Linked DNA regions of Mus musculus: all the other regions are linked to region 1. The links are chromatin contacts, called in public HiCAR-type, HiChIP or PLAC-seq and promoter capture Hi-C maps. All regions are on one chromosome and are shown on one strand. Each heading gives the region's core, a stretch centred on a gene start, on an enhancer-like site or on the middle of the called end of the contact. The rest is flanking DNA. Distances are from core to core; before and after follow the strand shown. Region 1 holds the start of Tbc1d32 (TBC1 domain family, member 32). Region 2 holds the start of Mcm9 (minichromosome maintenance 9 homologous recombination repair factor). Region 3 has its middle 130 kb from the start of Fam184a. Region 4 has its middle 63 kb from the start of Fam184a. Region 5 holds the start of Cep85l (centrosomal protein 85-like). Region 6 holds the start of Fam184a (family with sequence similarity 184, member A). Region 7 holds the start of Asf1a (anti-silencing function 1A histone chaperone).

Region 1 (3,606 bases), core at 628-3,127:
CAGGGAATAACTTAGAAAATGGTGGCATAACAGCTGGAAGTTGGAGATTTCTTCAAGGCAGTGTCTTCTGGACACAGGATACTCACTGTTCTCAGGAGCTCACTGAAGCTGTTATTTGCATACAATCTGCTCAATATTTGACTTGTCTGATTTTGTCCTGCATGGGGCAGTTCATTAGGACCTATCCTTTACTGAGGGTTTATGAGTTGTAAATGGATGCTGAAGGGGGTGGTGTAATGGCTTCAATGGTGAAGCCATTAATACATTACCTATATTTCAGCAAACAATTCCTCTCCAAAGATCCTAATGCAAGCAACTGTGTGGATCAATAGGAAATTAAAAGACACCAAAACAGGAGGAAGTTTGCTGGCAGAAGGGTTTCTCCTTACCAAAGTATGACAAAGGGTATAGATAAGAAAAGGGAGATGCAACTCAGTATACACATGTATGAAATTGTCAAATATTAATTAAAAATACAAATTTTAATTTTATACTGAAAAGCAAACAATGACCTTATATTCTGAATAAATATATGGTGCAATTTCTGGAGAGAAATATTTGTTTTCCTAGAAAATTACTGAATCTGGCTAAACTGAGAAGTATATCTGATGAGGATAGAATATACAGCTGGATTTGGGAAGTTTATTGACGTCAAACCATTCATCAGTTGTTTGGCATCAGTAACTATTGGCATCTGAATATTGTGCATTTGTAAGCTCCCATACTATATATGTTGTTTCTTTTTAAACTTCTTACTGATTTATAAAAAAAAATCTTATGTTTCCACAAGTAACACCACCTTTTTTTTCTTTTAAAGAAATGCATTTTTGGATTTGTTTTTGAATTTCATATTTGTACAATGTATTAGATCATACTCACATGTACTCTTCCACTTCCACACTCCCTTCTTTTTAAAACGTTGATCTTAAAAATTATTTTATGTGTATAGTGTTTGCATGCCCGTATGTCTGTGAACCACAGATGAGTAGTGCCACAGAGGTCAGAAGAGGGCATCAGATCTCATGGAACTGGACTTACAGAAGGTTGTGAGTCACCATGTTGGTGCTGGAAATTGAACCTGGGTCCTCAGAAAAAGCAGCCAGTGCTCTTAACTACCAATCCAAACTCCCTAAACAAAACACAGAACTGACTTTTGCTGCCTATATCCTTTTGGATGTTGGGCCATCCTCTGGAGCATGGCCACATCCTTAGAGACCAATGACTCTTTAGATCCCAGAAGGCAGTTATCCATAGCTCTTTTTGCTAGGGATGAGTGTTCAAGGGCTACTTCCAGTCTGTCATGTGGCATTTCCTTAGTAAAATACATAACTACCCTGTAATGAATTGTTAAGTTTCTTTTCTGTTACAGCGTGCTATCCTCATTGGCAGGCAACAGTTGTTACGGTTGCTGTATGAACCTGGTTTTTCCACATTTCAATACCACCCAATCCCCAGTTGATATTTCAGTTTGGCTTCCTTTGCCCTGCTTTTACTAAAGGCCTCTTCTCTTTCGTCCCCTTCCTACTTCCTGCAGATCAAGGTCAGGATCAGTTCCACTCTCCTCCGGGATTAACCCCTCCCCTGGGCGCGTCAGCGAGCTGACGTCAGGCGCAGCCGAGGCGTTTCCCGTTAGGCCCTCCCAGCAGATCCTGAGGTGTTTGTTGTTCCGGTCGGGGGAGGCTTGAGCTCTGCCGGTACCAAGGAACGTCAATCATCCAACGTTAGCCTCAGCAAGTTCTCGGTGGTCTCTAAACCTACAGCCCAGTCTTCCAGCACATCGCCACTCAACCGCGGCCCCGCCCTTGGACTCGCGCTGTGGTTTCCTAGGGAACGACGCTGAGCGTCGGCGGCGATTGGGCTGGGTCGCGCGTGCGCAGTGCGCTTTGTTGGTGGCGACCCCGCGGTGGTTGCGGAGATTTGACTGCTGCAAGGCATGGCCCATTTCTCCAGCGAGGATGAGGTGATGCTGCAGGCGATGCTCCGGCAGCTGTTCCAGAGCGTGAAGGAGAAAATCACCGGAGCTCCCTCCTTGGAGTGCGCAGAGGAGATCCTCTTGCGGCTGGAGGAGACTGACGAAAATTTTCACAAGTAAAATCGAGTTTATAAGTTTTTAAGCAAACAAACCATTGGTCCAGGAAAGCTGAAAATGATTTGGATAGAGATTTATTTGGTATTTTTTTGCTAAAATAGCTGATTGTTGCTTCAGTTTTTTTTCTCTCAATTGTCCCTGTGCTGAATTTATCCTCTTTTTCCAAAGTGATTTTTGTAGAGCCTCATCTGCCTCTGTGTTCTCTTCTGTCACAGCAGCTTAAGAACATCAATTGTAAATTATTCTGTTCTTTAAAGAACAATCTTAACATTTAAGGGAATTCCTTTCACATTATCTAAAAGTAGTGACCCCCACCTCCTACCCCTCCCCGCCCCCAGGTCCTTATTTGTGGTTTTGTTGGTCTGTTACTTTCACTGCCTGTTGTAAGAAGCCACTCAACACTGGAAGGGCCTCCCACACTGAGGCAGGTCTGGGTGCCTGTGTAGGGGTAGGGCGCCTATACAAATGTCCTAGACCTACTGAAAGGGAGCAGGTTGTCCAGCTTTGAGGAGCATGGAGAGAGGAAGTGTTCGGTGCAAACTGAAGGACCTTTTTATAATCAAACTGCTCCTTAAACTTAAAGATCCTTAGGGCTCAACGCGTTTCTTTGGAGTTTGTTCATGTAGTGAATTAGGCCTCTCAGCTTCAAGGTCTTCCTCCAGGCGCACGCACGATTAGTTGTAGCCTTTTACAATCCAGTGTTTGTCTCTCACAGATACTTTTCCTGTGATGTTGCTTTTGACTTGGTCATTCAGGTGCTGGGAATGGAACCCAAGCCTCATGCCTGATAGGAGGCAGTTTCTGTTGCTTTTTATTGACTTTTGGATATCTCGAAGTTCAGTTTCTAGAAATGGGCATTAAGGGACCCTTCAGTCCTTTAATGTTCTCTGTAAAAGGTTATGTTTTACTTGCCGTTTTATGGTGGTGTTCTTTATAATTTGCTCAGATTCTCAAGGGAATTTAAAAAGATGTGCAAAGAGTCACTGTAGGGTTTCTAATTTAATAAGTCAGGATTTTTGAGACCTGCATGCTATGTTGCCCGGCAAGCCCAGGATAACCTGGAAATGACTATTGAACTTAAGTATCCCAAGTGGTGGGAGCATGTATCACCATGGCCCAGCTTGATTTTTTAAATTTATGATTATGCTTATGGTTTCCGTTGTTTTTGCTTATTCCCATATAAAATTGATGCTGATAAGAATGATCGGATGATACTCTTTTATTTAGACATATTTGTGTCAGTTTTGTTGTTGTTTTGTTTTCTTTTGGTTATAGGTTCATTATTTTAAAAGCACAATATAGACAATTTGGCACCTTCTCAAACAAAAGTGGATTTATTACATATCCATTTGTTTGTTTTTAATGACAGAATCTCACTATGTAGCTTTGATTGGCCTGAAACTTACTATGTAGACAAGGCTGGCCTCAAACTCCCAGAAGCATTTTGAAGTTAAAGATTATGTCCATTCTTTACTAAGACCCTGGTACAAATCAGTAGATTCTTCTTGAAACAAATG
Region 2 (3,698 bases), core at 348-2,847, 2.6 Mb after region 1:
AAAGGCTATACTACAAGACTTAAGAGTGCTCTATTAGCCATTTATGGTGGTTCACACCCATAATCTTAAGAAGCAGAAGGACCGCAGACTGGAGGCTATTGTGAGCTACCTAACAAGACTGTGTCTCAAAAAAAATTTAATACTTCTACTCATTGTAGAGTCAAAAACGCAACCCTTACCTCAAAAGGAGAGAACAGTTTATCCTGGAACAAACTATGAGTGGCTATGGTCCAGTTTCTCCCCTTCCGTGGTCCAATGTACTAATAGTGCTCCAATGTGTGAAGTTTTTATAGGGACATAAAATCATTAAGATTGAACCAATGTATCATACAGGTGTACTGCTTAATTTCAAATGTCAACTTGCCTTAACCAAGAATTACCTCAGAAAAGAGATTTTTTTTTTTTTTGCTTGTTTGTTTTGTTTTGTTGAAATGTATCTGGCTGTCCTGGAACTCACTTTGTAGATCAGGCTGGCCTTAAACTCACTGAGATCAACCTGCCAGAATTAAAGGCCTTTGCCACCATGCCTAGCTGAGAAGGGAGTCTGAATTAAGGAACTGCCTGTATCAGATTGACCAGTAGGAATGTCTTTGAGACATTGTATCCTTAACTGATGTAAAAAGAGGGCCTGGCCCTAGGAAGTAACACCCTTAGGCTCTAATGTAGAAAGTCTTCAGGAACAATTTGAAGTTCAGAAAAACACTTATTAGTTGAGCTAGGGACATTTTGAGATCAGGGAACATGAACGGTGGCAGCACGTGCTGACATGACTCTCTTGCTGAAGCTGAGTTGGGGTCAAGATAATGAATTTCTTTTTTGTTTTTGTTTTTTCGAGACAGGGTTTCTCTGTGTAGCCCTGGCTGTCCTGGAACTCACTCTGTAGACCAGGCTGGCCTCGAACTCAGAAATCTGCCTGCCTCTGCCTCCCAAGTGCTGGGATTAAAGGCGTGCACCACCACGCCCGGCCAGATAATGAATTTTTTATATCCAATTTTGCCCTCAGCTGCCTGATTTGATTTAATAAAAATTGCTGATAGGTAGATGTGCAGTCAGAGGATTTAAAGTAGAAGTGACTTCACAAAACCGTAACACCACTTATAAAATTTAGCTCGAAATGGATCAGAGAACTACACGAAATGGAAAATATTGTGACGTGGAAGTAGGCAGATTCCTTAAATACATCGCCAACCCAAAAAAAAAAAAAAAACAAAAACAAAAAAAAAACAACAAAATCACTTGTGTTCTAAGATATCTGAAGGTGCAAACCAAAGTCGAGTCCCAGATCGCCCACATCCCGCCCTAATACGTCACCAGGGTTCCCCTTCTCTCCGCCCTAGTCTCCACCCCGCGTTCGCCCATCACCAATCCGCGGAATTCCTGCCAGCCTGAATTATCCACTTCACCCTAAACCCGCCCTCGAAGCCGGTGTCCCGCTCAAACCCCGCCCCATGCCTCCGAGACCCGCCCCTCAGACGTCTTGTCCGGCCCAAACCCCGCCTCCAGCTCCCCGAGTCCCGCCTCTCTCCCTGCTCCCGCCTCCCGCTCGCAGACTCCAGCGTCCGTCCTGGCGCGCGCCCGCCTGCGTCCGCACCCGGAAGAAGCCCCAGCGGCCGGAAAGTTGAGGCAGTGCGCGGCTCGGGGTCCGCGGGAAGCTCAAGTCCTTCAGAGGCCGAGCGAGAGCAGCGCGAAGAAGCCTGCGCGCCCCCGCGCAAGGCGGCCCCCTCGAGCGGCCGCGCGCACGCCCCGCCCCCTCCAACGCCGCGCGGGTCGGGCTGGGGCGACCACGGCCGCAGCGCGGTCCCGGCGACCAAGACAGTGCGTGTTGAGCCCGTAAGTGACCACCGCAGCGTGAGGTCCCGGGGGATCGTTTCCCTCCCGTGGTTAGCGTCAGGTCTCGTCCGCATCCTTTAATTTCTAAACTCCCCGCAGGGCTGGGAGGCCACAGCCAACCACCTGTGGATTAGAAGCGAATTTCCAAATGCTTTCCAAAGCATCCCTCCGCTAGGCTCTCGCTCGCCAGGCGGCCTGGAGGCGCGCAATGAGCGCGCACCCGCGAATGGCGCGCAACGCGGGATTGAGACGCGCGGGGCGTGGCCACAGCTCCCGAGGGGCGGGGCTACGCGAGCCTAGGTGAGGGACAAGGCTCTATCCCCAAACTGCTCTTTTTGGCGCCACCTTGCAGTGGATAGTATGAAATAAAGCAAAGCCATTTTATTTGTTTGGATGCCAGAGGCAAGAGGAGAGAGAATTTGATAGTTGTACAACCATCGTCCCCCCTCCCCTAGACAGTAAATGGCTTAAGTTTGTAACGGGATGCCTGAGTTTATAGGTTGATAAACTTGTCTAATTGCACGGATGTTGGAAAAAAAAAAAAAGAAGAAGAAAGCTGTGTTTAAAAAATATCGGTCTGTTTAACACTGTAATTTACCGGTTTAACTAGGCAAACATTTAACCTGCCCCTGTTAGGAACTTAAAATTCTTTGCCCGCCCTCTTTCTGCGCTGTTGGAGTTGGGTATGTTGTTAATTGTTGTTTCGGATTTCTGCTCTACATTCACTTTGTATTTGTAAAATCGTAAAGATATTCCTTTGGTCACTCTTGAGGGTAGTGCTGTGATTTTTTTTTCCCAGCTAAGATCCACATCATGAAATACTATGATCCCTTTCCCAAATAATCTCTTTTTTTACTCTTGGCTGATTGATTATGCTATTACCTAACCAAAACCAAGTCGCTTAGTATTTTAGTGTTGGCTTACTTTGACTGATTCTCTGAAAAATACTCTCTTAATCTCATACCAGCCTCCTGTACTTGTCAGTGTTCTTGGCTTAAGTGTGATGCAACTTTATACTTTATACCTCCCAGCTGAGCAGGTGTTCAGAGAGGGCAGAATCAGTAGCCAGTGTGATCCACCTCAGGGATGCCAAACTGAACTTTAACTGAACTATATCTAGTCTTCTTTAGTCATAGTATTTATAGAGGATGATATATGTTACATAAATAAAATAAGTCCAATATAAACCACACCTTTGCTAAGGTGCTTAGAGCTAGTATGGAATCTCCAGGGCAGTTCATGGTTTCTTCTCTGGTACTTGTCAGCTCATTTAAATTGAAAATCAATCAATCAATCTCTGTGTGTGTGTGTGTGTGTGTGTGTGTGTGCGCGCGCGCACACGTGTGTGTGTGTGTGTGTGTGCGCGCGCACGTGCACACGTGCACCTGAATGTTCTGTGCAGCACATGTGTTGCCATCAGAGTCCAGGGGCATCAGATCCCCTGGAACTAGAGTTACGTGCAACTGTGAGCCCTTCCTATCATGGTGATGGGATCCAAATCCAGGTCCCCTAGAAGAGCAGCACGTGCTCTCAGCCTGTGCTGTCTGTCCAGAACCACCTTCTCACTCTTACTCACGTTACCTTCTTAGTCCTTCTGGAATGGTTTGCTTTAGATCGTCACTTGGGTCTCCGAGGGCCTGGTACCTTTTACTGTGCTTTTTCTTTCATTTGTGAGGATACTGGCTTGTGCATGGTAGACATTAGGAAGTGCATATAGAATCAGGTGTAGGATTTGTGATATGACAGTACATATGAACATGAGATAGGCTCCCTATGTTTGTAAATACACATTTGAGAAAGAAAGACTTGCTCAGAGAGTCAAATAGGTGAAGTAGAGTATATATAATATTTCTTTGCAGTCTTATTGT
Region 3 (3,916 bases), core at 535-3,034, 2.4 Mb after region 1:
ACCAGAGCTTATTCCTCAGCCACAACCAATTTGAGCTTTTTCCTTGCTCCACACTCTTAGCTCCAGCAAGCACACCACATTCAAGGCCACATTAATTCCCCTCCATGGTTGGAGATGGGGCAGCTCAGAGAAGCAAGATCAAATGATGGAGAAACAGTGGTTCAAAAGTGATTCCCCTTACCACCCCTCCCTTTATCAGTTCACCATCCAACCTCCGTGGAAGCCCATTAATCTTACAGCATAGGGTTCACCATGTGGTCCTTTATCATGAAGGGCTATTGTGTGCTAGGAAGAGCTCTCTACTTACTCTTTTGAGGAGGAGAGCAAGTGTGCGCCAGCACAGTCTTGGGAACAGTGATGGCACACCCGAGCAGAGAAAGGGGGCAGATAAGAAGCTTCCCTAACAGAGTGATGCACTCCAGAGGATCTGGAGTCCTGCCATTCTCCCAGTTTCTCGGGGGAGAGGAAGCTGCTGTGACCTTCATCTCTTCTATTTTGTGAGCTGAAAGAGGAAGGAACATGAGGAACCACCTTGCCACCTTGGGAGAAATGCAGGCAATCCTTGGACAGGAGCCTGATCAAAAATCACAATTGCTATTGGAAATACCCCTCTTCACACAGCTCATATCCTGAGACAGTCCAACAGAGAACACAAAGAAATGTTGTGAACTCTTTCCCAGAAGCACAGTGGACTATAGTGTCCCTTAGTGCCCGGTTTGTGGACAAAATGAAGCCATAAATAAGGCTTCAAAGACAAAGGAAGGCCATGGATGGAGGAAGGGGCATGACCCTGTTATCTATCCAGGAGCCAGCTGTGCCTGTCTGTAGATATGTTCTTGGAATCCTCCATCCTATTTGTTGCCAGCCAGCAGCCACCCTTTTTCCCTTCCTCTTGGAAGAACTAGCTGCCTTGTCTCTCTGCATTGAAAGCAGGTCACAGCTAAGAGCACAGATCTTCTACCTGGGCTTTCCTGTCCCAGGGAACACTTCACCCTTTGTGTTGCTTTGTACTTGTTTATACTGTAGTTTTGGTTATATAATCTATATTGCTACATTTTTAGCCATTCAAAATTGCTCTTTCTCTACCATGCTGTACAGCACCAGAACTTAGTCTATTTGACCATTCTTTGGTGCCTGTTATCTGACTTTTCTGTGTGCTCCACATGACCCTCCTCAGCCTCTGATAACCATTCTTCACTTCTACAAAATGGAACTTTTAGCTTCCATAATTGAGGGAAGTCATCAAATATTTATGTTTCTTTGCCTGGCTTATTTTCTATTAATCTAACAACCTCTGGTTCCATGTATGCTGCTATAAATAACAGGGTTTTATCCTTCTTTATGAATGAATACTATTCTCTTGTGTAGATGTACCAAAGTTTCTTTATCTACTCATCCCTCAATGACCACTTTTGTTGTCTCCATATCAGTGGATACTGTGAACGGTGCTGTAACAAACACAGAGATGTTCTTGACGCCTGCTGTTTCTTACCTGTATTTACTAAGAAGAACAGGCACCATGACTTCAACCATGACTTTAAGGCTGGGGAAAAACAAAGCCATCATGAAAAGCAGAATGAACTTTGGGGAGAGGCAGGGCATGTGTCTGCTTTCTACTGACCATCCTAAGGGAGGAGAATCAGGAGACCTAGAAGAATATTTGGAAGATGAAGTGGTGAATAATGAGGTCAATAGGGGCCAGCAGAGGAGGAGCTATTGAGGACAAGTGAAAAACAACTTGCATAAGCAGGGTGGGGCCAAGCTGGGTTCTGTGTCGAAAGCTAGAGGAACATGAGAATTCTCCATCTAAGAAACCAGCCATGAAGAAACTCAGGGTCACTGGAGGTCTCATGTGCTGTGCTGATTTCGATGGTGAAATAACAGCTGTACAGCTCTCTCTTCTCCACATCGCACACAGGGCCAAGAGAACCCACCCAGTTCATCACCAGGAGCAAGGCAGCCAGGATCCTGCTGAGTGAGCTGTCACCGGGAATGGTCTTCCTGACTGGATCATATCTCAAGAGAAGCTTCAAAGCTAGTCAAGAAAAAGAGGTGCCAAGTCATTGGGAGTTCTGCATATGAAAGTAATGTCAGAGTGGAGGGGAGGTTGGAAGAAAAATTACTATGGAAAAATCACATATGGCATGCACAAACTGCACTGTTTGGCACCTTATTATAACCTTGTTCTTTCTTTTTGCGTGTCCATGGTGGCTTGGGCAGCATCTTGTGCTGGACAGATGAGGTAGATGGGAGGAGGGGGGATAGGGAGGATCAAAAGGACAGCCTCTAGAGGCCATTGGCTACCCCTCCTGCAGGCAATCACCAGACACTCACAGCCACCCCTTGCCTTCTACATCATCTCCTCCCTGATTTTCACCCACTGCACAAAGGAAGGAAGAAATATTCTCATTCCTGTTACTCTTCCTGTTAACATTCATTCTTTTTTGAGTCACCCATTTGCTTCTCTAACCACTTGGCATAGTTTTGTCTCAATAAATAAGCCAAAGGCAAAGCAAAATGGAGGGAGATTAAACAAACAGTAAATTCATCTCTGTTGTGTTCTCCATTACATTATTCATGATGCATCCATTCAGAAGGTAGATGTTAGGATGGTGTCTTAGTCTGTGAAGAGACACCTTGACCACAGCAGTTCTCATAAAGGAAAACATTTCATTGAGGCTGGCTTACAGTATTAGAGGTTTAGTCCATTATCATCATGGTAGCTTGCAGGCAGACATGGTTCTGGAGATGGGGCTGAGAGCTTTATATCTTGTTCTCCAGGCAACAAGGAGACTGTGTACCCCACTAGACATAGCTTCAGAATATATGACCACAGAGCCCACCTCCACAGTGACACACTTCCTCCAAGAAGGCAATACCTATTCCAACAAGGCCAGACTTCCTAATAGTGCCATTCCCTATCGACTAAGCATTCAAATACATGAATGTACGGGGACCATATATATTCAAACTACCACAGGTGGGAAGAAAGGTTGCAGCTGTAGAAAGAATACTGACCCACACTCTAGAATGCAAATTTTCTTTGCTTCCCTTACAATGTTCTTGCCAGTAGAAGTTAGTAGTTACTTTTTAAGTAAATACTTATCATGTTCTCCTTCTATGATTACGTAATTATGTTCATGATCACTAAAGCTGCTGTACCTCAGTAACTTGCAATACCTCTACCCTGCACCCTTTCACCCATCTCCCTTAGCAGGGTAGAATACTGTGTTCTATTTCAAGCCCTTGTATAAGCTGTGGAAAAAAGCCATTTGGAAAGAACCTATCACTCAACAATACTAGCTCTACTCAGGGTTTTCTTTCTATTCAAGTCTCAGCCAAATTCACAACCTTCAGTGTCTTCAAACATGAACTAAACCACTGTTTTACTAACTGTGCCAATTTGGCTGAATATCAGGGAACTGATAGGGGCTGCAGTCAGTAGGAAGTCTCACTGGAAGAGGTGGGAGGCAGTGCTAGCCAGAATAGAATCCATCAGGGCAGGTATCGGGCCAGATCTGGCCACAGATACAGTGAGCATTTGGTGAAAGCTGGATGGCAGTGCTGTGTGGAGGTTGATGCTCTCAAGGTGATCTGCTCCAGGCCCTGGCAAACGAACTTCCTGAGTGTGCTGAACTTGCCTTTCGGGGAGAAAAAAGCCATTGGCATCTACTAAGGCAAAGGTTAGGCTAGAAGAAGTTCCCAACTGTACTTCTGAAATATATTCTTAGGGTTTTAAAGACCAGACCCTCAAGATCTTGGCTTCTCTGATTCCCAGTCAGTCTAATTCTACTTCCACAAGATACCAGAGGTACAGACATGATACCTTCTGCACGAAGGATCTGGCTCTTACTGGCAGTCCAGATCTCCCAATACGTATATGAGCTGTAAAGATTGTTCCCCTGATTTCTTTAGT
Region 4 (3,788 bases), core at 810-3,309, 2.4 Mb after region 1:
TTGGTGTAACTCTTACCAAGCAAGTGTAAGATCTATATGGCAAGAACTTCAAATCCCTGAAGAAAGAAAGAAGACCTCAGAAGATGGAACGATCTACCATGCTCATGGATTGGTAGGATTAACGTAGTGGAAAGGGCCATCTTACCAAAAGCAATCTACAGATTCAACACAATCCCCATCAAAATTCCAACACAATTCTTCATAGACATAGAAAGAGCAATTCTCAAATTCATATGTAAAAACAAAAAATCCAAAATAGCAAAAACAATTCTCAACAGTATAAAAATTTCTGAGGGAATCACCATCCCTGATCTCAAGCTGTTCTACAAAGCAATAGTGATAAAGACCTCATGGCATTGATACAGAGAGGTCAATCAATGGACTAGAATCTAAGACCCAGAAATGAACCCACACACCTACAGACACTTGATCTTTGACAAAGAAGCCAAAAACATAAAGTTGTAAAAAGAAAGCATCTTCAACAAATGGTGGTCTAACTGGAGTTTTGTATGTAAGTGAATGAAAATAGATGCATATTTATCATCTTGCACAAAGCTCAAATCAAAGTGTATCAAGAACCTCAACATAAAGCCACACACACTGAGTCTAATAGAAGAGAAAGTGGGAAAGAGCCTTGACTCATTGGCACAGGAGGAAATTTCCTGAACAGAACACCATTGGCCCAGACTTTAAGATCAACAATAGATAAATGTGACCTCCTGAAACTGAAAAGTTTCTGTAAGGCAAATGACACTGTCAATAGGACAAATTGGCAGCCTAGCGATTGGGGGGGGGGGGGGAATCTTCATTAATCCTATATCCAATAGAGGACTAATATCCAAAATATATAAAAACTAAAAAGGTTAACCTCCAAAAACCAAATAACCCAACTAAAAAAAAATAGGGTATAAAGAATTAGCAACAAAGGATCTTAAATGACTGAGAAGCACTTAAAGAAATGTTCAAAGCCCTTAGTCATCACAGAAATGCAAATCCAAATGACTCGGAGATTCTACCTTACACCAATCAGAATGGCTAAGATCAAAAACTCAAGTGACTGTACATGCTGACACAGATTTCAGAAAGAGGAACTCTTCTCCATTGCTGGTGGGATTTCCATCTGGTACAACCACTCTGGAAATCAATCTGTCAGTTTCTCAGAAAATTGGACATAGTTCTACCTAAAGACCCAGCTAAACCACTCCTGGACATATATATACCCAAAAAGATGCTCCAGTATACTGCAAAGACACATGTTCCACTATGTTCATAGCAGCCTTATATGTAATAGCCAGAAGCTAGAAACAATCTAGATGTCCCTCAACTGAAAAATGGATACAGAAAGTGTGATTCATTTACATAGTGGAATACTATGCAGCTATTTAGAATGAGCACATAATGAATTTTGCAGGCAAATGAATGGAATTAGAAAATATCATCCTCAGTAAGATAACCCAGACCCAAAAGGACATGCATGGTATATATTCACTGATACGTGGATATTAGCAAAAAAGTACATAATACCCAGAATATAACCACAGACCATAAGAGTTATCAAACAGAAAGACCCAAGTGAGGATGCTTCAATCTCACTTAGAAGATGTAACAAAATAATTATAGGAAGCAATTATAGGAAGCAGAGGGAGGGAAGGATGTGGGTAGGCAAGGGGAGGGGAAGGGAAAATAGGGAACAGGATCAGGTCTGGGAGGCACAGGAGAGAAGCCCAACGAAACTCAGAAGGCCAGAAGAATTAACAAAAATAAGTAGCCTATGTGGGTGGGAGGTGGGGTGCCCTCTAGAAAACCACAGAGACCTGGGAGGAAAGAGACTCTACACATAGAGATAGCCCAATGTTTCCTAAACTAGAGAGGGGGCAGAGGGAGAGAGAGAAAAATTTTATCATCAAATAAACCTTTTCATAAATCAATATCTCCATTTTTTTCCTGCCTTTTCCAGGAATTGAATGTGTTAAGCCCTCCCTTGTGACAATCCTGTAACCTCTTTTCTTCATGTAATTCCAGTTCTTGTCTCTGGGCCAGTTTGCCAGATGTATCTGACATGATGGAAACATCTGTGGTCCGTGGCAGCTGGATTGAGGGCATTTATTTTTGTTCCCTGCATAGGATACTGCAGAACTCATTAGATCTCCTGTAAATTTCTTGTTTCAGGAACAGCACCCCGTTTTCTGATTTTAGGTGCTCCCTAAATTTTGACTTGTGGAGCTGGAAGTATTCCTCAAAAGATAGTTTTGGATTTTCCTCCAAGTAAATCACATGGATTCTAAATAATAGTTGGAGTTGTTCAATCGGAAAAACACATGACTCATATTCTAAATCCTGACAGTCTCCAGGTGTCTGTGGTTACTCTGAGCCTCTGTGAGCATTTGTTCTTACATCCTGCTTTACAGAGTTAATGTTCAGTTGCTTCCATCCTTGTTGGGCTTCCTGTTTGCCTGGCAGAGTGGGTTTTACCAAGAACTAAAGCTCCACTAAGGTTCATCCAGGCTTCATCCCCAGTGCCCTGGGTTGTATGGACCATAATCAGGACCTAGAAATCTAGTTGGGGTTTTTTGTTTGTTTGTTTGTGTGTTTGTTTTTTAACCCTTTTCTGTTTAAATTATTTCTATAAACACAAAATTTTTTCTAAAAATAGTTAAATTTTAGTAGAATACGTTATAAAACAGAAAGTCCTCTCCGGGTGTTTTTGAGAACCCCTGCGAACTTCTCCATCGCTGACAACAAATAATTCGCTTGGCTGCAATGTCTAGTCCCTTTGGTTCCCTCTAGTGGAGAAGAATAAAATGCACTTTCTACACTTGAAACCATTAAGTGTGAAATTGGATTAAAGCACAAAGAAACAGTGAATATTCCAAAAAAAGCAATGCGCTTCCCAGAAAAATTACTCTGAACCTAGGATTAGTGGGAAAGTCTTCCCTATCAGCTTTCTCAGAAGACGCTACGAATGTAAGCCATGGGCTGAACTGGCACCGATGTCCCACATAGATCGCTATCTGCCCAGCCTGAGTGGCATCAGTAACTGTATTTTCCGAGCATGGAGCAAAGGAGATCTTCGAATACATTGCATTTTATGTTGAATCCATATCATCGGCTGTACTCGATTCATCTTCCATAGAGAAGAAAAATTGAAAGGAAATTGAATCTAGTTGAATATTTCCTGTGTTCAAGTCAAAAAACATTATGTTGTAAAAATTCTAGAGATAGCATGGTAAAAGGACTAAGGGTATGGGAATGGCTGCCTGTGTTACTTACCTGATTTACCTCCAGGACTGGAATAGTTCAGCAATCTTCTGTGTGGGAGCCTTGGCCAAAATCCCTATTATCCTCGGGGATCCGTGCCAACCCTTCTGTTACAGAGGCTGGCAGCTCAGGGATGCCTGAGGAGACAGCAGCAATAGCCGAGGGCCTCTGAGTACTTCCCATGGGCTATGGAAGGCCAGCCTCGGAATCAGCCACTGGATTTCGAGCTAAAGCTCTTCATTAGCAGAGAAGGAAACAAGGCACCGGGAAACATGTGTTTTGCTTGAGAAGTCTATTCCCAGTGGACTACTCCATCCCAAAGGAGCAAGTATTCTGGTGTGATACGTTTGACAGACCTTGAGAATGGATGGTCAGCAAGTAGCACAAAGAGGCAGCGTCATATTCAAGATGCAGCCTCATTCAGTGATGCACCACCTGTAATGGGAGATGTGTGCATTGCTGTTGGTACTCACTGTTGAGTCCAGCCTCTACGTCTCATTTAAATCTGTCTTCTCTCCATGACCAAAGGC
Region 5 (3,688 bases), core at 343-2,842, 2.8 Mb after region 1:
GCTGGGATTGCAGGTATGTACTACTATGCTGTGCAAACATTTAATCATTTATATGAAAGTAAAGAATTGCATCTATCTCATTAGCATACAGAGTGTTTTCATCTTTAATGAATGGTAAATTTGTATATGTAATAAATAATTTATTAAAATAAATTTATAATATAAGCAAACATTTGCCTTGAACACCATTTTATTTATCTAGTCATCCAGTGTTGTATAAAAGTTTCTTGGACAAAAGGGGTTATGAGGTTGTGAGTTTTAAATGTTTAAGAATCTCTAAGCGACCGGAACCTTTCTTTCCTTCTTACTCCCTCCCTCCCTTTCTTTCTTTCTTCCTTCCTTCCTTCCTTCCTTCCTTCCTTCCTTCCTTCCTTCCTTCCTCTCTCTCTCTCTCTCTCTCTCTTTCTTTCTTTCTTTCTTTCTTTCTTTCTTTCTTTCTTTCTTTCTTTCTTTCTTTCTCCTTTTTCTTTCTTTCTAGAAAGCACAGAGGAGGCTAAAGCAGGAGAACCAGGAGTTTGAGGGCAGCCTGGGTTACACATCAAGTTTCCAGCGAATTTGGGCTTTTTGTTAAACTACAAATTATGAAAAGATGTATTTGTAGATATAGTATTTTTACTTTCGATATTTTTCTTTGTGGAACTGTTAATGTTTTTTTCCCCATCCTTTTCAACTGTCAATAAATAATTAGATACATTTTAGATCAGATAAAGAGCCATCTCGTTATATTTTCATATTTCTGTCACCTTCTAGCATCAGAATCATTTGACGGTTGACCAACATCTGAAGATTTGGAGAAATATCTGCAGATCTACAGGAAGGAGACTAGATGTATAACCACGGTTTGGTACATTTCAGCAAATGTGGTGAGTTATAGCACACATTTTTAAATGTAAGCCTCACAAGCTTTAAGTAGTATTTTACTTGAGGATACATCAATATTAAGCTTTTGTTAGCAGTTTCCACATTAGGAAAAACATCACTGGACTCAAAGCCTAAGGAACTTATCGTCTGGGTTACTTCTGATTGGCATGCTGAGACTGCCTCCTTGTACAGTGGTTGACAGTGTTTAGTTTGTATCTAAATATTCAAATGATTATATTGCCAACAAGAGTAATTGCAAGAGGATGCTGTATTCCTTTGTCTTTTCTCAGGATGTCTGTTCCTAGGAAGGGTGGGAAATAAAGTGGAGCAGATGTGGGAGGCAGGGATGTCCTCTTTTCTATTCCCACCGTGATCCATAACCGGTGCTTGTGGAACGCATGACAACAATTTTAATTCTGATCTCCATTCTGAGTCAGATGGCTAGCCCCACAGCCCCTTGAAGCGGTTGCAGGGACAACTCGCACCTTTTATAACAACTGTGCCCCTAGAAAGCACGTATAGGAAGACAGGGTTTGGGATTAAATTATGGACCCTCTCTCAGCTTGAAGGTAACAGGATGGAGAAGTAGGGAGCGGCTTCAGGATGATCACCCGCATGCTGTTAGCAATAGGTTTTTGGTTCGCCAAGAGTCCCAGGCCCCGCCTTGAGGCCCCGCCCTCTGGGCCCCGCCCCCAGCCCCATCCAGGCCCCGCCTGTCCTGGCCCGGCCCGCTGCCTAAGGTTCTGCCGGGCGGAGGGGGCTGAGAGAAGCCGCAGCTGCAGATTCGCTTTGAGCCCCGGAGCCTGCGATCGCGCCGCCGTCACCGGGGAGCTACTAGCTTCCCCGGCCCGGGCCTCAGCGCAGCCGGCTGGGCCATGGCAGCCGCCGCGCTCCGGGGCCGTCGCTGAACAGCCGTTAAGCCCCCCGCCCGGGTCCGGTCCGCGCTGCCGAGGCCCAGGCTCCGCTCAAGTTTCCGCCCAGAAGCCGAGGCGACCGCGGGCCCCGAGCTCCAGGCTCGCCCGCTCGCCCGCTATGTGGGGCCGTTTCCTGGCCCCGGAGGCTGGCGGCCGGGACAGCCCCAGCGGGGCCCGCAGCTTCCCTGCGGGTAAGGAGGACTGCGGGCGGGTGGGGTGACGGCCGCCAGGGCTTCTCCGGAGTCCGCGCCCTAAGGCCTGCGACCCCCGCGGGGTGACAACTCGGCTCTTCTGGGCCGCTCGGCCGGGCTTTGTTGTCCCTCGTGTGGTGTGCGTGGCTGCCCCACGCGGGACGCGGGCGGGAAGGTCGCTGCAGTGTCGCCCGCAGCCACTGCTCCAGAGAAGCTGCTGAGGACTTGGTCGCCGATTGAGACCCCCGAGGGGGCGGCAGCTCTTAGAAAGCAGGTCGCATGGCTGCCAGGGCTCTCCTGGGTCCCATCAGAGCCCAGCCGCCTTCGAAACGGGGCTCAGGGAAACTGGGGGGTTGCAGCTTTGCGGTGGTGGTTGTAGGGACTGTTAGAATCAGACAACCATTTCATGCCTGCATCACCCAGAAGTTGTGTAGGAGCCACTGAATTATAAATCTTCCCCTAACGTGGAATAGAACAAGAAGAGTTGGCTTGACCATGACAAGTTATCTAATGATGACAGTCTAAAGGGCTCTTTAATCTGAACTGAATCATGAACCCCTTTGAAAAGCTGAAAGATACATAAATTTTTTTCCTTCTCCCCCCCACCCCCCAAGAGAAAAGGGCTACTTATTTGTACGCAGAATTTCTCCTAAAAATTTAGGTATTTTGGGGACCCATGGGTGGTAACCCTGTTCTACAAAGTGTTAGAACTTGACTTGTGTAACTTAGAGGCAGTTGTGTACCTTTTGCAAAACTGTTCGAAAAGAAGCATTTTGTAGGAGTCCTTTTGTGGTATTCTCTGCCTTTTTGAAGATACCATGCAGGCACATTGCTACTGAAATTTTGAACAATGAAATTCTGTGACAGTTTAAATTCTAAACTATCAGTAGTTCTCAACCTCCCTAATGCTGCGAACTTTAAAAGTTCCTCATGTTGTGATGTCCCCAAACCATAAAATTATTTTCATTGCCACTTCATAACTGTAATGTTTGCTATTGTTATGAATTGTAATGGACGTAGTTGAAATGTGACTCTCATGAGGTCATTTGACGTCAAGGGGTCGCGCGACCCAGAGGTTGAAAACCATTGGTTTAGAACTGTAATGTCTGTATGTCTGTCTCTATGTGTGTGTGTATATAATGTATATAATGTATATATATATGTATGTATATATGTCTCTTACACCTTATTCTTTTATACCCTCCCATAATAGTTTTAGAATAGAGATTAGAATAGCTGTGAATTTAGTAACAATATATGCAGGGAATTACTTTCTAAAATATTTACTGGTTGCCTTCAAGAGTAGACAGACATTTAGAGGTTTCTGATGCTTACCCAGTTGTTGTGGGGCCTGGCCTGGAAGTGGCTTTAGTGATGGAGAAGGTACTCATCCCTGGGGGCCAAAGAGAGTGATTTCCAGCTATCCATATATGTCAAAACCCATCTGTGATGTCTTTGTAACCTAACCTCTAAAATCTTACTCTTGGTAATGGCCCTTGTTGGAAGTACATCCCAGAAGCATTGTATCCAGTTTTCCATTGTTTTCTAAGAGAACATTTCAGAGTTAGCAGCTAAATAATTAAAAGGCTTCGATGTTACACTGCAGTTTCTAGACATTGACTCTTCCTAGAATATAGAGGAAGAAAATAATGTTTAGATTTAAGGGATTCAGACAAGATAAATCTTTATAAAACTATGTGTTCTCAGCTGACAGTAGTAAGT
Region 6 (3,635 bases), core at 172-2,671, 2.5 Mb after region 1:
TTGTTTTTAAGTCGTTTTACCTAGAAAGGCAGAGGTGCTAAGAAAAAGATCAGTATAAAGTAATATATTTAGCAAGGTGGAAAAAGTACGCATAATGCCAAATCTTGATACAGCCCCAATATTTAAGGGCAGATATCTTGTTTCCCTGTTGGGTTCTTCCCTCTATATCCCAGTCCTATTCTAATATCTAGCCAATTACATTTTCATATTTAATTATTCCAGGCTTCATCCCACCGAGAATTGGGTGCAGCTGATTGTAGAGGTATGGTCCTCCAAACATAGGCCCTTGGCATCGCTTCATTCTAGCCTGGCACACATTAGGTCAGTATGACCCTGAAATGCTTGAGTTTGGATGAGTTTGGGAAGACCAATCACGTGTAGGATTACGGATCGGATCTCCCTCTATTTCACCACCACTTCTCTAGTGTAGAGATGCTTGGCCTTAAGATCCTATGTCGGCTGTGGCTGGGCCTGCACACAAAAAGTACATGCAGAGAGGCTCTGTCGAGCTTCCCGCTGCTTGTTGCTAAACGAAGGTCACCATCAATTTTTTATCTTCTTTGGACGATTCTTTTAAAAACTAGATTGCACACTCAGGCACAGGGTAATAGCCAAAGGGTGCAGACTGTGGGAAATGGGTGTGTTAAGGAGCTGGCAGCTGTGGGTCTGCGCGGTGAAAAGTGAGACAGTGCTGCTGGATGCAGTGGGAACTCTCAGGCTGCAAGGTTGTAAGGCCTTGTGCGACTGTGAGAGGCCTCCGTGAGGCAGGGCGCCTAGTGTGGGGCTCAATCGCTGTGTAGCTATGGGAGTGTGGAGGACAAGTGCTGGCGGCTGGAGGGCCGAGGGGTTCAGGGCTGCAGATTGCGGGGTCGCAGATTTGCCGGTTGCAGGGACGCGGAGCTATGGGCTGGAGGGTTGAGGATGAGAGTTTGGCTGCGGGTTGAGGAGCTGCAGGTTGGAGGTTGCGGGTTGGAAGGATGCGGGGCGGAGCTTGGCTGCGGGCTGAGAAGCTGCAAACTGGAGGACTGCGGGGCGGGGAGCTGCGGGGCGGAGCTTGGCTGCGGGGAAATGACGTGGCCACCCTCGCGCGCTCGCTGAGCCCCCGAGCCGCGCGTCCTGGTAACGGCGCTCGGCGGCTCCCGCGTCCCCGGACCCGCCTCCCGCCGCTGCAGCCCGCCCCGTCTCCGCCTCCCTCCGCAGCCCCGGCGGCCGCGGAGTCTCGGGGCCCGGTGGCCGCTTCTTGCGGGACGCTAGCCGCGACGTCGCCAAGCCGAGGCAGGGGGACGCGGCTGTTGCGGGCGGGCAGGGGGCTGCTGGCTGCGGGACTGGAGGGCACGGGCCGGCGGGTCGGCAAGCGGTCGCCCGGGCTGTCGCCTGTCCCGTGTCGTCGCCGCGCCGGCCTCGCCCCGCGCGCAGGGACAGGTGCCCCGGCTGGGGTCTGCCGGGAAGATGGCGACCCCGGGCATGAGCTGGCAACATCACTATTACGGTAGCTCCACGTCCGGGCCGGCCAAATTCGCGACCTCCCCAGCTGCCGCTCAGCTGGCAGGGCACAACATGGACTACAGCCAGGACATGCACCTGAAAATGAGCAAGAAGATCGCCCAGCTCACCAAGGTATGGGGTGCTGGGGCTCGGGGTTCAGGAGGGGGCTCCTAAGAGAAGCAACAGCCAGAGTTGCCTCCTGGTCCCTCCAAACTTGGGTGGAACGCTAGCCACCTAACTTGAGCTACACCGCACACCGCACACTGCACCGCGGGATTTCCAGGGCTTGCACTCCATAACCAACCGACTAGGGGTAAACCTGCACAGAGCACATGAGGGCTTACTTTCTGGGTTCCACAGGAGTAATGGACTTTTCCTGTTGCTCAGGTGCCTCTGCCAAGGGCTGCACGAAGCACCGCGCTACAGTACTCGGTGAAGTACTGTACCGGTTTACCTAATATGACCCGGGATCCTCGGAGTTAATCGGTGTCAGGCTACTGGTTACACAGTTAATGAGAGGATAAACTTCCCGAGGTTATTCCGAGGACTGTAGGAGGGTAAAACATACCTTGCGTGCCATTTTAAGGGATTTAATGAGTCATTCCTTACTTACCCTCACAAGATGTCAAATAAGGTTTATTAGATGAATCACACCGCGTTTGCATTTAGTAAATGCCCCATCTTATCAGAAGACCTGCACATCACCTGCACAGTTTTCCAAGCATAGTTCAGGGTGGTGTATGCCCGTTAATGAGTCCTTTTTCGAATTTAGTAAAATACTGAATACTGATCATAAGGGTTGGTTCTGTGTAGCTCTTACCCAGCAGGCTCACCCTGTGTGGGACTGATCTAGGGTTTCTGGAAGTCACACATGGGGACCAGGTTCCCTAGGACTGTTGCAGTGTTGAAGAGGAAGGTGGGCTTGAGGGTCACTGCTCGATAATCTCTTGAGATCTGGCTCAACTCCATCATACAGTTTCCCTGGAGTTTAAAGAGAGGAGGGGGGCACACTTGTGAAAAGGGAGTGAAGAGACGGGGGAGGAGGATGTGATCGATCGAGGATTCAAAGATAACGGGAATGAGTGAAGGGATGCATAGAGACACATGATGAAAACAACAAAAACCACGTGATCAAGACTCACCCCATGCTGAGCAACACGACAATTTGTGGAGTTAGTTTTCTTCCTTTTTGGATTGTCTGTCTTTGTTCTAAGCACCATCCTAAGAGATGCTGCACGTTCAGTTGGTACCGTTTGCTTTTGTGAAGGGTCCTGAAACCCAGAATGGAAGGGATGTAAACTGTGGTAGCCACATGTTATCAGAGCATTTACATGGATGAGGCTGAAAGTCCAGACTCCCAGGTGGTGTTTCATCTTCAGAATGCAGGTAGCCACAGCGAGGCTCATGGGTTGTTATTTCTTCTGGGTTTTTCTTGCACCATGTCCACATCTGTGTTCTTATTTTAGATTGTAACTCCCTGAGACTCCTGTGACTAACACTCCGTAGGTTAGACATGGGCCTCTGTATTTAATAAAAGCTGGTTTTCTTCAGTAAACTTTACCCCTTTCTATTCACACATTCAATTTCCTGTCCTTTTTTTTTTTCCCCCTTCAGTAAAAGCAATTCAGCCCGGCTGGCTCAGGTGGGATATTAAGAGGATGATAGTATCTTTCTCTCAAATATAATGAGCCAGGTGCTGCTGGCTCAGGGCTTCTGTTACTGCTGAGGGTTGCCCACACTCTGATTTCCTGTTTGTAGTTACTGTATCTAACCCCCCTGTTGGCTTGGAAGGGCTGCAGACATTTAATTCCTGGTAGTAGACTTTTGGTGTAACACAGTTGACATTTTAGATTGGTTAGTTTCCTATTAGAGGGCTGTCCTGTGTGGCACAGAGCTACTTAATAGCATCCTTGCCAACTGTGGGTGCAAGTTGCACATGCCTCTGCCCTGCACTTAGAAGTGACAATGGACAACTCTACAGACATCACCAAGTGTTCCCTGGGAGGGATAGTTAGGAGTCATGTTGGTGAGGGATGATTGCCGTGAGTTTTACTGAAATGCCTAAGGCTTACCCCGCCCCTACCACTGGCCTTTATATTTCGTAAGATACAACCTGGCAATGAAGCAGTCTAATAACAGATCCATTTCAG
Region 7 (3,634 bases), core at 80-2,579, 2.6 Mb after region 1:
AGGATAATACAAGGCATTTTGTCGAAATACTTTCAAGTCCCAAGATGTCCTCCTAGTTAACTAAAATTTAACACCAATGAAGTTAAACTTTTTGTTTCAAATGTTGAAAATGAAGCATTGATTTTAATAAAATCTAAGAAAAGCGTTAAGAAGCCATATTTTAGCTTTCTAAGTTCTGTATTACCTCACTATTTCGCATTTTTTAAACCGTAAAATGTACTTCAGAAAGGATTTTGCCTTCTATCTCCCAGCTAACGTTTGCATTTTCTCCATCTGCTTGGACGTGGAGTTATTTTAATTGCTTCTTCTTCACACGTTCTGGAGAAAGTCTTTCAGACTTTCTAAACGCCAGAGAAGTGCCTGGAATTGGTTAAGCACCCTGCTTCTGCTCTAGGGTGCCATGGAACTTCCCAGCCCCTCACCATTTCTCTCCGAGAGGTCTCTGTCCCCGGGGAGAGGCGGCGCACAGCATCCCGGGCGCCCGCGGAGAGCACGGCCGCCCCCCGGGAGCCAGGCGCCGAGGGGCCGAGCCCAGCGCCCGCCTTCCGCGCTGGTTGGTGGAGGGAGCCGGAGAGCGGCGCGAGGACAGCCTCGGCGGGGCTCGGGCGGGAAGGCGCGGGCCCGCTCGCCCCCGGCGGTCCGGAGCAGGCGTCGTGCCGCCGGGTAAGATGGCTCCGCTTCCCACCGGCCCAGCTTGCTCCCCACCGGGCCGTGGGGCCCTGGGGCCGCCGAGGCCGCACGACCCCCCGCCAGCGCCGCGCGAGCCGGGGGCCGCCGAGCGCCGCCCGCCGCAGACAAAGCTGACAACATGGCTCCCTCCGCCCGGCAAGTTGCTCGCAAGTTGCGGCGCGGCCGGCGTCCCTCAACTTCAAGTTTCCCTCGCATGGCCGCCCTCCCGCCGGCCGCCGGCCGCGGCCCACCCCGCGCGAGGCCGGGCCGGGAAACTTTAACGTCCGCCGCCGCAACTGACAGCCCGGCGCCACTCGCTCACCTTCAGACAGGTCCTCGATGCACTCGAAGGTGATCTCGAACTGGAACGGGTTGTAGAAAGGCGACGGGTTATCCAGCACCACTACATTGTTCACCTGAACCTTTGCCATATTTTGAAGAAAACACAAACAATGGGGCCGGGGCTGGCGGCACCACCGAGTCCCGCGCGCGGCCGCTCCGAGAGCGCAGACCCCCGCCCCGGCGCGGCGCGGCCCGACGTCGTGCAGCTGCGACTTGAGAAACTTTTTTTTCCTTTTTATTTACACGGCGGCACTCCACGGTGTTTTGCAGCTTTCCTATTTCACTAAACTACAGCCCATTCTGCCCTGATAACTAGCAGCGTTGCCCGCGATTGGCTGCCCCCGAGCTCTGACCCTCCTCCTCCAGCGAGGGCCGCGGCGGCGAGCAAGATGGGCTCCCGCTCGCAGAACGGACGGGAAACTTTCACTGCGGCTCCACCTGCTGGTGCGGACCAGGACAAAGGCGCAGAACAAAGTGAGTGGAATAGGGGCTGGGAGGCCCGCGCGGAGGCCGCCGGCGGCGGGGGAGGGGCGACGCAGGCCCCGCCCCCGCCCGGCGGGGCCGCGCCACACGTCGGGCGTGGCCGCGGCGGGACGGAGGGGGCGGGACCCGTGGGGTGGGCGGGGCCGGCGGTGGAAGCAGGAGGGCGCGAGGCGGCCCCGTGTGTGTGCGCAGCATGGGCCTTGGGGTTTTTCGGGTTTTCTTCCAGCCTTTAACGCTTCCCCCACCAGTGCCGGCGGCTTTGCTGGCTCTGCTGGATTTAGCAGATAAGGTGTGCTTTGCAGCCCTTGTCAGGCCCAACTAGCTGTCTGTGCTTCTCGCAATCGTAATGGTAGAGAATAGGGAGAAGGGCTGGTTGCAGTGGGAATAAATTGCATTTTTATAGCCCATGTCAGCTCGAAAGGAGCAAGCCATTTTGGAATTCAAGTTCTTGGCCACGACAGTGCGGTGAAATAGATACAAAATGAGGGCGGGGTGATTTTACACACACACACGCAGGCTAGAAAAAAAATATGCGATCTTCAGCTGCATGTTGGATTTCTTCCCATTTAATAACTGAAAAGATGTAAAACAAAACAAAAAAAAAGAAATAAAAGGGGGAAAACGTGATCAGTTACAGCGAGGCTTCTGTTGTTGGGGGGGCACAGAGAAAGAAGTCAAAAGTCGAGAAAATGGAAGTGTCTGAAGGCCAAAGGACAACAAATGTATTTTTGGTGGAATATGAGAAAGGAGAAAGCACAGATAACATGCCATTTGCTCTTCAAGGCATTTATAACAAACATTCATAAGTGAAAAAGTGCAGCACACCAATTCTGAGGAGACCTTCCATGCCTGTGACGCCTGTGAGACCATTTCAAGGCTGACTGGAGGAAAAGTTGCTTGTTTATGGTACTTAGCCACTGTGGGTAGACTAGGAAACAGGAAACGGAAACCTAACACCTTTGTGAATGTGAACTGATTCTTTTTACTGTGGAGGTGTTACTCATAAACCATTGGGTTCTTTTCTTTTTCCTTATAAATGAAACTACTAAACTATTCAATAAAATCCGGAGTGAAAATTATGTCTTAGTATTAATCTGCAAGTGAAGTTTCTGCTAGTGTGCAGAATTTAATTAATCTTCCTTGGACAGGTTGAGACTCAACTGGATTGCTGTGGATGATCTGTCCTTGTCCGAAGACCTTTAGTTATCATGAAGCAGGGCCTTCCATGTTTAAGGAGATTAAAGTGGGGAGAGAGCCACTTTTATTGTCAGTACGCTGGGCAATCGGTGTCCATCAGTTCAGTCACCATTGTTTTTGTGCATCAGAGTAAAAGTCACACTGTGGTAGTAGGCAAGATGACCATGGCTGGTAAATAATACACGTAGCTCTTATTAACCCTAGTTTTACATGATGTTAGCCAAGATAAAGGAAGCAGTGAGGTTGTAATATGCAGTTATGGCAGGCACCCTGGAGATTCCAACTGACTTATCAATGTGCTCTTATGTGCTTTTTACATGCTTCTTGCTGTTAGACCAGAAGTGTGTTATAAACTATAGAAGACTCATTTCTAGTGGATGTACATACACACACACACACACACACAAGCATGTATGTATCAGGGATTGCTTGTTTGTTTGTTTTTTGTCTCTTGTTTTTTTTTTTTAAGTGCCGTATATAACAGTATTTGGAGGAGGGATCTTCCCATTTTCCAAGCGCTATCTCCAGCACTCTCATCTTGCCCCTCTATGTTATTACTGCTCATCAAAAAATTTTAAGAAAAAACTTGGTCCAATAATTTTTTCACCATGAACAATATTTTTGGAAACCTACCCCTTCCTCCCCAAAAACCCCTTAGAAGCACTGTACCATGTTTCTAAGTAAACTGACAGCTTTAGGAACGATGATGTATACCACGCTGACTCAGTCAGAACAATGTCTAGGTGACTCCCCAGCAGAAAACCATACTATAACTAATGGGTCAAAACGGAGAGGCTCCACAGAAGGATCAGAGACCTCAAATCACTACTTTCTACTTTGGGTACTACCTGAATTTGATTTGTTAGATTTTTAAAAATGAAAACCATGAATGAACTGCCAAGGGCTGTTGTTACAGGCTAAATTGTGTTCACATCAAATTCAT

Evidence for each region. Promoter capture Hi-C pulls out the DNA fragments that hold promoters and counts their contacts. HiCAR-type assays count read pairs that join an accessible place to other places. HiChIP or PLAC-seq counts read pairs in DNA pulled down with a chosen protein or histone mark.
Region 2: a promoter capture Hi-C map of pre-B cells shows a contact between it and region 1, with 8 times the contacts expected there. The contact joins the promoter of Mcm9 here to the promoter of Tbc1d32 in region 1. A contact is called at or near these places in 9 of 39 promoter capture datasets (the 3T3-L1 cell line, the C10 cell line, cranial neural crest and 4 more), 2 of 484 Hi-C or Micro-C datasets (CD4 T cells and Sertoli cells), 6 of 115 datasets of contacts at active chromatin or transcription factors (astrocytes, cardiomyocytes, extraembryonic endoderm stem cells and 3 more) and 3 of 9 other capture datasets (adipose tissue, liver and pancreatic islet).
Region 3: an H3K27ac HiChIP or PLAC-seq map of large pre-B cells shows a contact between it and region 1, with 7 times the contacts expected there. The contact joins the enhancer-like site here to the promoter of Tbc1d32 in region 1. A contact is called at or near these places in 5 of 39 promoter capture datasets (the 3T3-L1 cell line, 3T3-L1-derived adipocytes, embryonic stem cells and 1 more), 4 of 115 datasets of contacts at active chromatin or transcription factors (astrocytes, embryonic forebrain, large pre-B cells and 1 more) and 1 of 9 other capture datasets (liver).
Region 4: a contact with region 1 is called in an H3K4me3 HiChIP or PLAC-seq map of pro-B cells, with 25 times the contacts expected there. The contact joins the enhancer-like site here to the promoter of Tbc1d32 in region 1. A contact is called at or near these places in 5 of 39 promoter capture datasets (the 3T3-L1 cell line, embryonic stem cells, hippocampal neurons and 2 more), 1 of 484 Hi-C or Micro-C datasets (uterus) and 3 of 115 datasets of contacts at active chromatin or transcription factors (embryonic forebrain, extraembryonic endoderm stem cells and pro-B cells).
Region 5: a contact with region 1 is called in a promoter capture Hi-C map of pre-B cells, with 12 times the contacts expected there. The contact joins the promoter of Cep85l here to the promoter of Tbc1d32 in region 1. A contact is called at or near these places in 1 of 39 promoter capture datasets (pre-B cells), 3 of 115 datasets of contacts at active chromatin or transcription factors (astrocytes, pro-B cells and thymic regulatory T cells) and 1 of 9 other capture datasets (adipose tissue).
Region 6: a promoter capture Hi-C map of embryonic stem cells shows a contact between it and region 1, with 4 times the contacts expected there. The contact joins the promoter of Fam184a here to the promoter of Tbc1d32 in region 1. A contact is called at or near these places in 6 of 39 promoter capture datasets (cranial neural crest, embryonic stem cells, frontonasal cranial neural crest and 3 more), 6 of 115 datasets of contacts at active chromatin or transcription factors (astrocytes, embryonic forebrain, embryonic stem cells and 3 more) and 1 of 9 other capture datasets (liver).
Region 7: a contact with region 1 is called in a HiCAR-type map of astrocytes, with 4 times the contacts expected there. The contact joins the promoter of Asf1a here to the promoter of Tbc1d32 in region 1. A contact is called at or near these places in 6 of 39 promoter capture datasets (the 3T3-L1 cell line, cranial neural crest, embryonic stem cells and 3 more), 1 of 484 Hi-C or Micro-C datasets (CD4 T cells), 8 of 115 datasets of contacts at active chromatin or transcription factors (astrocytes, embryonic forebrain, embryonic stem cells and 4 more) and 1 of 9 other capture datasets (liver).

What each region holds. Positions count from the first base shown.
Region 1 is chr10:56,226,960-56,230,565 of GRCm38.p6, reverse strand. It overlaps Tbc1d32 (TBC1 domain family, member 32), which reads left to right and starts at 1,877. Exons shown (of 33, transcript NM_001033385.3): 1 at 1,877-2,088. The coding sequence starts at 1,934.
Region 2 is chr10:53,627,856-53,631,553 of GRCm38.p6, reverse strand. It overlaps Mcm9 (minichromosome maintenance 9 homologous recombination repair factor), which reads left to right and starts at 1,597. Exons shown (of 13, transcript NM_027830.3): 1 at 1,597-1,830.
Region 3 is chr10:53,874,014-53,877,929 of GRCm38.p6, reverse strand. No RefSeq gene overlaps it. Among named protein-coding and RNA genes, the nearest start is that of Fam184a, 130 kb to the right of the region's middle. Within about 2 kb of position 1,784, at least 18 of the 459 cell types and tissues checked have an H3K27ac peak or open chromatin away from gene starts, as enhancers often do.
Region 4 is chr10:53,811,697-53,815,484 of GRCm38.p6, reverse strand. No RefSeq gene overlaps it. Among named protein-coding and RNA genes, the nearest start is that of Fam184a, 63 kb to the right of the region's middle. Within about 2 kb of position 2,059, at least 34 of the 459 cell types and tissues checked have an H3K27ac peak or open chromatin away from gene starts, as enhancers often do. A contact at or near this core is called in pre-B cells, pro-B cells and uterus, where this site is marked.
Region 5 is chr10:53,377,787-53,381,474 of GRCm38.p6, reverse strand. Cep85l (centrosomal protein 85-like) reads left to right here and starts at 1,592. Exons shown (of 13, transcript NM_001204983.2): 1 at 1,592-1,966. The coding sequence starts at 1,894. It overlaps Gm46225 (a long non-coding RNA gene), which reads left to right. Exons shown (of 3, transcript XR_001779770.2): 2 at 1-13; 3 at 751-889.
Region 6 is chr10:53,748,695-53,752,329 of GRCm38.p6, reverse strand. It overlaps Fam184a (family with sequence similarity 184, member A), which reads left to right and starts at 1,421. Exons shown (of 18, transcript NM_001081428.1): 1 at 1,421-1,617. The coding sequence starts at 1,450.
Region 7 is chr10:53,594,656-53,598,289 of GRCm38.p6, reverse strand. Asf1a (anti-silencing function 1A histone chaperone) reads right to left here and starts at 1,329. Exons shown (of 4, transcript NM_025541.3): 1 at 992-1,329. The coding sequence starts at 1,100. All of the region lies in intron 7 of Mcm9 (minichromosome maintenance 9 homologous recombination repair factor), which reads left to right.